Regions from separate parts of the Anas platyrhynchos genome. Here region 1 is linked to region 2. A link is a contact called in public Hi-C data. All regions are on one chromosome and are shown on one strand. The core of a region is the stretch at or near the end of the contact, and the rest is flanking DNA. Distances in the headings are between cores, read along the strand shown.

Region 1 (2,734 bases), core at 63-2,562, 47 kb before region 2:
CTCACCGCCCACAGACCCACCTTGGCAGCTGACTCCGCCGGCCGTGTTGGAGAAGCCGGGAGCACAAATGCAGAAGTAGGAGCCGTGGCTGTTGAGGCACTCACCGTTGGGGCTGCAGATCTCGCTGTTCAGGCACTCGTTCACATCTGCAGAAGGAGCAGAGTCAGAGCCCCCCACCCAGCCCTGGGGGACGTCCTGTTCCTCTCCACGGTCTCTTACAGGCTGCCCTCGCTGGGCTCCTGGCCCCTGGCTTTCTTGCCACGGAGGGAGAGACCTTCCCTATGCACATTTGGCTACAGCCTTATGGGTGTGCCGTGCGTGGTGGCATCACCTGCCTAGGCACTGGCATCCTCCCTGCCAAGAAAGAAGGGGATCCGTAGGGCAGCTGCGTGCCCCGGAGCCAGGAGGCTGTAGGGATGGGTTCGTACCTTGGCACACGGTGCCGTTGAGGAGCTCGAAGCCAGCTGGGCAGTGACACTCGTAGGAGCCCGGCGTGTTCCTGCACTCTCCCCCCCGGCACTGAACAGCGGGGTCTTCGCACTCATCCACGTCTGCCGAGCAGAAGGACACGGCGCAGAGTGAGGCCCCAGCTCCTGCCTCCCCTGGAAGAATCCCTCCCAGGGCAGCCCTCAGCCCGCTGTCAGCCTGCAAAGAGGGCTCGGGCTGCCCTGCAGTGCAATTCTGTGAGCCCCAGCGCCTGCCTCCAGCAGGGCTTTGTGCCGGGTACCACCACCACTGCCAGCGCAGAGCCATGTGTGCTGCCAAGCCCTCTCTGCAGCCAGCTGCAGCAGAGCAGGCGTTGTGAAAATAACCCAGCACCAGCCACACGTCCTGTGGCCCTGCTTTCCTACTTGCCAGGCTGGCCTAAGATGTCCTTCTCCTGGCAAAGCTGGCCCAGCCTCAGCCAGCCCCATTGCTCAGGACTGCTCGTCACCTGTCCCCGTGCCACAGGCTCTGCGGGTGTCCCCACAGTGAGCCCAGGGCAAAGGAAAGGACCCTCTCTTCCTCTCTGCAGAGCACCAAGCATGCCCCAAGCACAAAGCAGCTCCCTCCCTCCTCAGGGCAGGGTGTCCTGCTTCAGACATCTTCAGCTCCAGAGGGCTGCAAGTAGCGATGCTCTTCAATCCTTTTGGAGACGAACCATGACCTAGTTTATTTATCACAAAACTATCACGAAACCCTTATCGTTTTTCAACTATGAAGCCCAGATCCACAGACAAGGCCACGGGCCACGGCAGGGAAGAACGTGCCATCCTGCCATTGGGTTAGTGTGACCCGAACGGTATCGAACCCTGATAAGGTGCCCTCGTGACCCTGCCAGGGCAAGGTGGCTGAGAAGGGGGTCATGTGCAGTCCTGGGAAAGGGGAGGGCAGATGGAGGGGACCAAACCACTGCTCTTCCATTGCACGCAAAAATCATATGGGAAGTGACCTCATTTTACACCGGGTTTCTCAGGCACTAACACAGAGGAGAATTGGAATGGGGAAGTGGAGACCCCATGCAGGGGAACTTCTGAGAGCCACAGCAAAGTGAGATCTTCCTGGGTGCTTTTCAACAGCTATGTGTAAGCTGCAGAGCTCTGCAGCTCTCTCTAGAGAAATTCCTCTATTGAGGACCTATGGTTGGGGCATGTGCTTCCAGGCACACGATTCTGAACTGAACCACACACAGCCTGTCTCTGCCCACCTTTCCAGGGCTCCTCATATTCCCCTGGCCTTTGTCAGCTCTCCTCAGGTCACAATTAGCCCAGGAGTCCTTCCCCCATCCCTTTCCTGGGTGAAGATCTCCCTCCTGCTGCTCGGGGTGACATCCACTTGCGGCCCCGTGCTACCTGCTGGCTGGGGAGCTGAGCAGCTGCCGAAGGATCTGGAGGCTAAGGGATTCCCCAGGCCCTACAACAACCCAGGCATGGCTATTTCTCTTCCCCTCCTGGGTTTTCCCTCCCTCCAGCACCCGCTCCTCTGTCCCAGGGAAAGGGAATCCTTGCCTTCGCACACACTGCCATCTCTGGACACGGCGTAGCCAGCATCACAGGCCATGCAGGAGTAGGAGCCCTCGGTGTTGAGGCAGAGTGCGGAGGGACAGGCAGCCCGGGCTGTGCACTCGTCGATGTCTGCGTAAGCACACAAGGGAGAGTGAGGGGAGCAGGAAGAATGAGGAGAAACCACAACCAGCAGCTAAGCTGAGGGAAACAGCCAACATGGGGTCCAAAGAGTCAGGACCTGGCCAGAGCCAAGAATTCAAGAGCCCAGGGAAACCTCTGGGTGGATGTGTGACGTGTCAGGGGGCTCTGGGTCTGGACCAAGAGCTCCTCAGGTACCTTGGCAACTCTTCCCATCAGGTGCCACCTCGTAGCCCCGGTAGCAAGAGCAGCGGAAGGAGCCATCCAGGTTGATGCACTGTCCGTGGGCACAGGTCCCCTCCACAAGGCACTCATCCACATCTGTGTGACAGGGAGAAGGGCAATATGGCACGGGAGGGTGCTCAGCTGCGTCTCCACCACCCAAGGAGCAAGGGCACTGTGCTAGGCAAGCGTGCTGCACGTGCCCCTGGCTCTTTTTGAGGTTTGCATGGGGGTGAGGGTGCCTCCCAGGGCCAGCCCCAGGTCCTCACCGATGCATCTCCCGTTCCTGGGCCGGTAGCCATCCGCACAGCTGACACACCTGTAGGAGCCTGGGGTATTGACACACTTCCCATGGGGGCAAGGGCTGGGATCCACGCACTCGTTGATAT
Region 2 (2,980 bases), core at 132-2,631:
GCTCAGGGATGAAGCTGCCTTTTGCATTCTAGTGCAGATCCCTCCCCACGTTACAGAAGACCTTTCTGCCCGTGTTCAAGGGCAGTGAGCCCACAGCCTGCCCTCTGCTTCCCCCCACAAGGGCTCACAGGGGGAGTGGATGCGTGCTGCCACATGTGTCGGTCCCGCTGCCCGTGCCAGGGCTCTGGTGGCCGATCCCTCTAGCAGGGGCACCCATCCCGAGGGGCATCAGCAGCAGGGGAGCACAGAGGGAACCGCAGAGCAGGGAGCCCAGGGGAAAGGGTTTCTCAGCGCCGTGCCAGCCGTCCCGCTGCAGCTCCCCTGGGCCGCTGAGCAGCTGGCCTTGCCATATGATCTCCTCTCCACCTCCACAGGGCTGCAGCCAGAGCCCGGAGCGGGACGCAGCCCTGCCAGGCGGCTCGGAAGAAGCCTCCCCCGGCCGAGCCAGCTGAAGCCATGGGAAGCTGCCGTGCGGAGCGCTTACAAGGGGCCCATTATGGGAGGAAGGAGCCAAGAGGCCAGGTACCTGCAGCTCGAGCCGCAGCGCCCGGCCTCGCTCCATCCCTCGGGGAAAGCCGAGCCCCTGCAGCCCCTCTCGGGGCACCGAGCCCGGGGGGAAAAGCGGAGGGGGCGTCCCGCAGCCCGCAGCACGGCGGGGAGGCAGCCCCCGGGGGTCCCGCGGGGGTCCCGGCACTTACCCCGCGATCCTCCCGGCGCCGCTCGGCTCCTTCGCCCGGGGCACGGCTCGGGGTCGGAGCCCGCTCCGGGGCCGCTGCCGGGTGGCCGCCAGCCCCTGCCCGTGCCCGTGGCCGTGGCCGTGTCCCCGCCGGGCCCCGAGCCCGTCTCCGCCACCGGGGCCGGGGGCTGCGGGCAGGGGCGCTGCCTCCTGGGGGGCTCGGTGCGGCCGGGGCAGCCCCGGCGCCGTGCCCGCAGCCCCCAGGGGCGCCGCTTGGCCCCGCAAGCGCCGGGGCTCGGCTCGCCGGGAGGCGCCGGGCTCCAGCCTGGCCGCCAGGTCCCGCTGGCAGTCGCCGAGCCCCAGCAGGATGGCGAAGGTGAGGGGCAGGACGCTGGCCGCGGCTCCCCGCATGCTGTCAGCCCGCGGGGCGGCCGAGAGCCGGCGGCGAGGGGCGGGCATCGCCCCGCCGGCTGCGCTCCGGTGCGCCCGGCGGAGCCGAGCCTCACTGCCCCATCGCCCCGCCGGGCTCCGCCGGCACCTGCTGCCCACCGGGCGGCCCGGCAGGAGGAGGAGGAGGAGGAGGAAGAGGAGGAGGAGGAGGAGGAAGGCGGCTCGTCGTCGTCGTCGTCGTCCCCCCCCCCCCCGGCGCGCTCCGCGGGCAGCTCCGAGCACCTTCGCGCCCGCCTCTGGCACTGGCAGAGCCTGGAGGGGATGGAGGGTTTTATTTTTGGAAACCTCCCCCTTTTGTGTCTTTTTGATGCTGACATCGCCCCCCCCCTCGCCCCCCCCCCCTCTCCGGAGGACACGGCTCGGCCCCCCTCCTTAGGAGAGGAGACATTCCAGCAACACCCACTTTGGCAAAGGGAAACAAACTACAACGGAGGAGCCTTAACCCCTGCCTGCCCGGGGAGCCCGGCCCGGCAGCGAGCAGCCCCCGCTGCCCCCTCCCTGCCCGCAGCGAGCCTGGGAGCCCCGAGCGGGACCGGGGGCGGGCAGAGGAACGCGCCCCCGACCCCAAATCTGGGGCTCTCCGCAGCCGCAGCAGCACCGGCAGCCGGCCCGCGGCTCCCGGGGGCATCTCCCAGCAGAGAGCCGAGGCACGGCGGTGGAAGCTTTATTTGCCATCCCGTGCTGGCTCCGGGGATCTCCGAGGTCTCACCCCCAAGCCCGGCTCAGGGTTTTCGTGCTTACTTGTGTAGGTCCGGGCTGGGAAAGGACCCACCCAGAAGCTCCAGGTCCTTCAGCTCAGTGGCACCTTCCAGGAGACAGCCCGCCAGCTGGGCAGACCTCCATCCCTCCCATCCGCCTCCCTGCGGGCACCTGGCTCCCAGTGAGCCTTAAATGCTTTGAGAAGGACCGAGGGAAGAGTGGCAGGAGGGAGAAAGTGGCCAAAAGTCTCCTTTCAGCCAGATGTGCCAGCTCAGCCTGATCCTCTGCCACGTCCCTGCTGCTCTCCACTGCCCTTGGCCATTTTGGGCAGGAGCGAGTCCTCCTGGAGCAGCACAGGCTCCATCCCTGCCAGACAGCACGGTGTATTTGGGGTGGGCTCCCTCTGGCCCGCAAGTGGTGGCTGTGAGCTCGGTGGGTGGCTAAAAACTTCTTTCTGTATCTCTGCACATGAGGAGAGCAAAGCAGTGTGCTGCGGGCACTCAAGGCGGGGAGATACCCAGCAGCATGTCCCTGCAGTGTGTCTTGCAAAAAGAGGTGTCCTGCAATGCTCATCAGCTCGGGTTTGTTCTATCAGGGTCGGGCAGATGAAAGGTGCATCTCAGCATCCCTACCTGAGAGCAGCTACTGGATGCCTGCGGGAGAACACGAGAGATGGGGGACGCACAGGGCAATCCTTTCCCTCTACCCTCACGTTTGCCTGCAGGGCAGGGGCTCTTGGAACCAGAGCCCCTGGAGGTGAGCAAGTGCGACAGGAGCAGGGGGGCTGAGTGGGTTTGGGCTTCAGCCTCGGTGACAGCAGCTGGCAACAGCATCAAAGCAAGGAGCAGCAGGCACCTCCGTGCTCCCCGGATGCGGCCAGCTCTCCGCCCGCTTGGGCAGAAGCTCACAGAGCCCCTGGACCCCTCGAGCAGTGCCCGATAACAGCCAGGGCTCAGTTCTTTGTTCTGAGGAAGAAGAATGTCCTTTCCATCCTCACCTAATTACTTTCTTATGCAGCAGTGGAAAGAATGCTTGTGCCTAAACCTGACACAAGAAAAGTATCAACACCATAAACAAAGCCATAAACAGAGCGGCTGAAAGAGTGCTCGGAGCTACTGCAGGCAGCCCCACTGCGGGCTCGGCCGGGGCACCAGG

Evidence for each region. Hi-C and Micro-C count contacts between places; a contact is called where the count stands out from the background.
Region 1: a Hi-C map of F5 follicle shows a contact between it and region 2, with 1.8 times the contacts expected there. The contact joins the enhancer-like site here to the promoter of LTBP2 in region 2. A contact is called at or near these places in 4 of 8 Hi-C or Micro-C datasets (F5 follicle, skeletal muscle and subcutaneous adipose tissue).

Annotation. Positions count from the first base shown.
Region 1 is chr5:24,389,094-24,391,827 of IASCAAS_PekinDuck_T2T, reverse strand. It overlaps LTBP2 (latent transforming growth factor beta binding protein 2), which reads right to left. Exons shown (of 35, transcript XM_072038456.1): 19 at 2,615-2,734; 20 at 2,322-2,444; 21 at 1,989-2,114; 22 at 429-551; 23 at 21-146. Among named protein-coding and RNA genes, the nearest start is that of NPC2, 11 kb to the left of the region's middle. Within about 2 kb of position 1,312, at least 2 of the 8 cell types and tissues checked have an H3K27ac peak or open chromatin away from gene starts, as enhancers often do. A contact at or near this core is called in F5 follicle, where this site is marked.
Region 2 is chr5:24,341,718-24,344,697 of IASCAAS_PekinDuck_T2T, reverse strand. It overlaps LTBP2 (latent transforming growth factor beta binding protein 2), which reads right to left and starts at 1,381. Exons shown (of 35, transcript XM_072038456.1): 1 at 699-1,381. The coding sequence starts at 1,135. It overlaps LOC106017682 (a long non-coding RNA gene), which reads left to right and starts at 19. Exons shown (of 5, transcript XR_005266042.2): 1 at 19-522; 2 at 2,421-2,581.